Regions from separate parts of the Lactuca sativa genome. Here region 1 is linked to region 2. Evidence: chromatin contacts called from public Hi-C data. All regions are on one chromosome and are shown on one strand. Each heading gives the region's core, a stretch centred on a gene start, on an enhancer-like site or on the middle of the called end of the contact. The rest is flanking DNA. Distances are from core to core; before and after follow the strand shown.

Region 1 (3,165 bases), core at 214-2,713, 190 kb before region 2:
CATGTTATTAAACCAATAAAATAAAAAATCTATTCAGACCTTTGAAACTACTATTACAAGTGTAGATGCTAATTCTGGTCCAAGTTGTGCAATTTGATGGTCAATTCCTGCTGGATCTGTATTGTCGATGAACCTTATCTGAAAATCAGTCCACATTCGAAAAAAGTTATGTGTTATTCTACAAGTTTAAAATAGAAGAATTAAAATGATGACATAAAAAATAAATATTACCTTGAGAGGAGGATTATCAGGTGCTAAAGCCTCAGCGACAAACTGTGGTCCAAGAGCAGAGCCTCCGATTCCAACTGAGAGTATGTGTGTGAATCGACCTTCTGGAGAAGAAGGAGGTTTTATCTGAAATCATAAAAATATAAAACATTTTACAACCACAATTTTATATGTATTGAAATAAAATAAAACTCGTATCAGTTATCGATTTTATGATTTCGCAAATTTTTACATGTATGTGTAGCTATAGAAGTAGTAGCAACATAATCTTGACTATAAAAGTCAAAGCTTGGTGAGTTAGTTCCAAGTCAAAGTACACGTTGCTATCAATGATCAAGAAATCAAATTATCATGAAAACAATATTTGGGATCCCAATTTGAGTGTTCTATTTGCCATATTTCGGTCAAGTTTAGGGTTTGCTTCATCTATGTTGAGAGATTTGAAATGCTGAAGACAGAAGAAATTGAAGATCGGTAGAGAAAATAAACTAACCTTACCCACGATGATGTCTTCGGCGAATGTAGAAATGGCTTCAAGTGTGTTTTCAATCTGCAACCTCAAGAACGAATTAGGGGATAATTTAGGGTTCCTAAGCCAATAATGCCCCACCATTCTCCCTTCATCTGGATTAGCGATTGCACCTTTTTCCAGATCCTCCATAGCCTGGAAAGCCTTCATAAACCTAGGCTCCATTTCCTTCACAAACTCGTCGGTAAACCCGACCCGACTCACATCCAAATACAAACCTAAATCCTTATGCTGGTACAACCACTCTGTGTATCTCTCCCAAAGAACTTTCGGGTCTGTTTCCAGCCCTTTCTTCGCCACTGACTTTCCTGGTACCCCATCACCGGTTGCAGCAATCTTTGACAGACTTGATGGAGCATCACGCGCCACCGAATGCGTCAACAAACTGTGGCTACTCTTGCTACTGATACCTGAAAAGGAAATTTTTAAGTTGTCTTCTATTCGAAGCGGCGACGAGATCATCCATGGCGATTGGATTCTTGGTAATGATGGTAAGTTGGGTTTTGGGATCAAATTCGATGATGATGAACACAACCCCGATATCGACGCCATGGGAGAGCAAGGCAAGTGACAGAAATCGATGAAACCGAGGGGGGTGTTTTAGAGAGAGAAAGATGTTGCCATGGCAATGAGGCAGGCTCTTTGAGGAGGGGTTTTTGGAACCTTGTATAGTAATGGTAAGTGGGTCGTTGATGAATTTTCAACTCTTTTCACTTTCTCTCTCACACAAAAACACCCTGAAAACGCAGTGGTATCTTCTCTCTTACCTACGTTGATTGGTGGAGGGAGATTTATTTTATTGCAGAATAACCCTTTGAGAATATCGAAAGGACGGAGGAGTCCCTTGGGATATTCTTTCATTGTACTCGAGTCAATGCAAACATACATGGCTCGTGAGTCATGACTCATGTGACATAAAGGGTGCATCAATAATGACTCTTCGTGAGTATGGATAGATGTATAACTTAAATACAAAATGTATTTTTATTTTTATTTTTATAAGTGAATTAACATGATTAAAAACTTAATTTAAGTATCCAATGTAATATTTAATACTACAAGCAACTTATTTGATAGTAAAATTCCAAAAAAAGCTTTTAAAGCGGTTCTTTGTGCTTGCATCCAAAACAACATGAGACAAACCCACTTTCCCATTCAATCGAACATCAAAGACCAAACACATGGAACATGTGTGTAAGGTAGCATCCAATTGTGAAAGGTGGGTCCAATGGCTTCGAATAAGCTTTTTAGAATATGTATATATGTGTTGGTTATATGAGGATATCAAAATTCACACAACACGATAATATACACACATGAGAAAACCCAATATTAAGTCAGGGTCATCATAGAAGGAAATCAAGAAGCAAGTGAGAACATAGGAAAATCAACATAAATTCCCAAATATCATAATGCAGAGTTGAGAAATCAAGTTCCCTATCTTTATCTCTATTTGTATATAAGCAAATTTAAGAGAAAAGATCATAGCAAGACCAACATGTGCTCGATCTCAAATAGTGTTGAAGTACAAGTTTTGTTGTGACTATCTAAAACGTGTGAAGATGTACTTTGTAAGGTTGTGTTTTTGATATACCGAAATTGGAGAGTTCGTAATGCTTCTTCGGTATTTGACATATGATGAGTTGAACATACATAACCTCCACGCATAGGTTAGTGAAGGCAAACAGTTATAACACACTATCACGTGGGCCATCCTACTTGTCATTATATTATTGGTTGTTACCTTTCATCGACTTAGTTTTTTTGTTAGTATAAATACAGAAGGTTAGATAGTGTTTAGTAATGTTCTATCAATTCGTGTTATATGCTTGTAATATTTGAACCGTAAACATTTTCCTATCAACATTTGAGCGTATTTGTTTTCGTCTTGATGTTCATTTAATTTTGCACTATATTTTGTCATGCATCCTTAACAGAACAAATGGTATGCAGGATTGTTCAAACTTTGGAGGGTTTCCTTTTCATTTTTCATTCTTTAGATCTATCTTTGTCGCAAATCTATTTTTTAATTTGAAATTTTAAGATACTAAAGTTTTGGCAATTCAAATCATGTTTTTGTTAATGGGAAACAGTTACAATTCATAAGTGTTGGTTATAACACTCGTGCTCTGATTTTCTAGAGCAATACGAAAGTTGGCAATTCGCATAGAAGATCATCTATATGCTCTTGATAGCGATATTTGATGATAAACTGAAGTTGCACCTCACAATCATTGATCAACTAGTCTCATGAATCTTATAGCTTGAATTATGGTTTCTAATCAAGATTATACAATCTTTCATCCAAAAATAATAAAATCGAAAATGTTTTTCTTTGTAAACAAGAATTGAGGTATCAACTTCCAACAAACTGTTTTATTCATATTCAAAAATGCAAAACAACAAAA
Region 2 (3,156 bases), core at 286-2,785:
ACAATGGCTGCAATTATGTCGTGATGCATGCATGATATGTTTACAAAGCTGTTTTTTAGATCAGCGGGTAATTCAGCTAAGTGATGTGAAAATTTTTCGAACGGTTGTTCGAAAGTTTCAATTGCTTTTAATACTTCTAGGGTTATTTAACTGTCTGTTAAAGAATAGATAACGAAGGTTTTACTGGCATTATTTACTGTGATTCTTGACTTTTGATCTTTACCATTGCCTACGCGAGATGATGCTAAATAGACACCGACAAGTGCAAAAATTAAATGGTCTTGTGTAGGTATTTCATGGGGTAGGTCATCTTTTGTTGGTTTTGAGTCATTGCTTATCCCCATATTTACGAAAGTAATGCTTGGAACAAGTAATTGAGAATCTTCATCAAAGATTGGATAACTTGAATGCATTTTGATAAATAATCCTCTTTATTGTATTGCAAATCGTGTTTTGTAGCTTCTGATTACTATTTGAACAGCTGATGGGAATTCGCTAATGCAATGTGAATTTGTTCCATCAAGATAGATAGTGTCTATGAATCCATGGCTGAAAATAGTCCCATAAAGTCATGGGGTCAGTGAGATCTGCTAGGAATACTGCTTTTGGGTCTAGTTGCCTGGCTACTGGGTAAAAGCCCATTAAAGAATGGACTTCGCTGTATGAAATGAGGCTGTCCCATAATCTGACAAATTTTTGAGCAGATGGTTTTTTCATAGCTTCTTTTTCTTTAGTTGATGAAATGGCTTCAAGGGTAATTTTTGTGTTTAGTTGGTTAAAAGATTTTGGGATGGAAAATAACAAATAATTACAATTCCTTCCACAATGAAAGGACGTGTGTCTTCAATAATGTCTTCAATACGTCAGATCACCTTGAAATTCCAATGGATAACCAAACCGAAAGGATCCAATGTTCATACAATATTAATCCAATAAATATCCAATTATCATCCAATATTATTATCAAATTAATATCGGACAAAATTACAAATATAGTCAATTCTCTTAATGATTTTGCATATTTGAACAATGGTAGCTGAAGTTGAAGATTGAAGTTCATTTGCTAATCTTATTTAGCGTAATTGTATGCAGTTTAGTTATAATCATCCATATACAAAATGGATTTGAATTGGTTAAATAATGGATAACCAATAAAATATATCCAATGAATAAAGTTATCTAATCCAATATCCAATTAGATTGATTCGGTTCGGTTGGTATAAAGAATTGAATTAGATCGGTTGACAATATCCAACATTCAATGGATAATTTGATTGGATCGGTTTCGCCAAAATCGATTGGATTTAAAACGAAAAACATCTCTTTATATTTTTTTTCATATTTTTTGATAAGTCAAAAGTTTATGAATTTAATTCATATCAATCACAAATAAATATCAATCATATTAAATATGATATAAGGTAACAAAGTGACCTCTTAACTCGTAATCTCTAAGAAATAAAGTTATTATTGCAACTTTGCAATAATGGTGATAAGTTGGTCGCCGTGGCAACGTATATTTCACAACAAAAACAAGCAGTTAAACACCCAAAGAGAATTACCCCCTTCACATATCATCAAACAAATCTCGTCGGGAACCCAAAAATCTCATCTTTCTGCCGCCGCATCTCTCTTTATCCATCCCTCTTTCTCGGCGCACGAACGCACTAAATCTTCAACGCCACAACAGCAACGGCGACGGCGACAATGAGATGGGACGAACTGGAAGGCGATTTTATGCATCACAACGACGAACAAGAACCCCAACAACAAGACCAACAAGACTCTTCGTATCTCAATTTCGATACCCTCTCTCTCATTTCTAAGCCCAAGGTAAATTCTTCTTTATCATTTCGTCGTTTTTGATGTTTCTGTTTATGGAATTTTACTTGATTCTATCAGTTCTTTTGATTTTTTTGTTAATTTCATATGCTATTTGACCGATTTTAGGATTATTATCGAATACTTGAGGTGGATTACGAAGCTACGGAAGAAGAAATTCGGTCCAACTATATTCGTTTAGCTCTGGTTCGTCTTCTCTCCCTCGTTATCTTCTACTCCCCTTTCTGTACTTTGATCCTTGAGATGAAACATACTGATTTCCGACTTTAAAATCATCTGGATTTCGGAATATTTTTTGTACTTGCTTCAAAAATCGAAACCCGATTGATCGGTACCGAAATCTTAGCTTCTGATTTTGTGTCTGATTCATTTATGAATTGAGAAACCCTAATCTTTCAATTGGTATTACCTATTGATTAAACACCCGATTCGGTTGTTTTCCATGTTTTTGGTTTTGGATATGTGATCTTGATTTTAAGAGCTTTTCTCTTGGACAGAAATGGCATCCAGACAAGCAAAAAGGTGAGGATAGTGCCACATCCAGGTTTCAAGAGATAAATGAGGCATACAAAGGTTGGCATCTGTATAATTATCTTGAAATTCCGTTCTTGTTTTTCATGTTCAATGTCAGTTTCACATATGTTTTGCAGTCTTCACTTTATTTAGCTGATAAGCGAACTTTTTTGGGATCTATATATGAGGGTTTCTTAGCCAATCAATGCGTATCATCAGAAACTAGAATTTGCAGTTTTGATACAAATGATCATATGAATTTTATTTCCTAACAATGAGATATCTATTCAATGCTTTAACATCAATGCATTTCCATTTTTGCAGTTTTGAGTGATCCAATCCGTAAACAAGAATATGACAAGACAGGAATGCTATACCTCTATGATTACAACATTGTGGTAAGCAATAAGCATATCATCATTCATTGCTTTTACTTTTACTTTGATTCCATAGTTCCTCTTCAATTGACTGAATGTAATGTAATGGAATGGAATGGAATGCAGGATTACCTTAACCGTTACAAGGGTCTTATCTTAACATGCAATGGCCTCGGGATGAAGACATCAATCTTGTGAGAGACACACGCACACTTTGGTACATATGGTTGGTTCTTGAGGCTGTTGATCTTATGGTGGTGCAAGAAGTAATGAATTTGCAAGTTTTAGATTTATTACTTACTACTGCAACTATTATGTAAAGCTTTGTATCATGCCAATCGACTCTAGTTTTATGGTTAAAAAATCTTTTTAACACCCTTTTTGATTGTTTATTTTTACTAAAATTAAGTAGCCCTATGAGATA

What was found. Hi-C and Micro-C count contacts between places; a contact is called where the count stands out from the background.
Region 1: a Hi-C map of leaf shows a contact between it and region 2, with 10 times the contacts expected there. The contact joins the promoter of LOC111913409 here to the promoter of LOC111913410 in region 2. A contact is called at or near these places in 2 of 4 Hi-C or Micro-C datasets (both in leaf).

The regions. Positions count from the first base shown.
Region 1 is chr9:116,061,502-116,064,666 of Lsat_Salinas_v11, reverse strand. It overlaps LOC111913409 (glucose-6-phosphate isomerase 1, chloroplastic), which reads right to left and starts at 1,463. Exons shown (of 14, transcript XM_052767189.1): 1 at 722-1,463; 2 at 232-354; 3 at 40-138. The coding sequence starts at 1,309.
Region 2 is chr9:115,876,249-115,879,404 of Lsat_Salinas_v11, reverse strand. LOC111913410 reads left to right here and starts at 1,535. Exons shown (of 5, transcript XM_023909117.3): 1 at 1,535-1,833; 2 at 1,951-2,028; 3 at 2,340-2,415; 4 at 2,680-2,753; 5 at 2,859-3,109. The coding sequence starts at 1,708. The coding sequence ends at 2,930.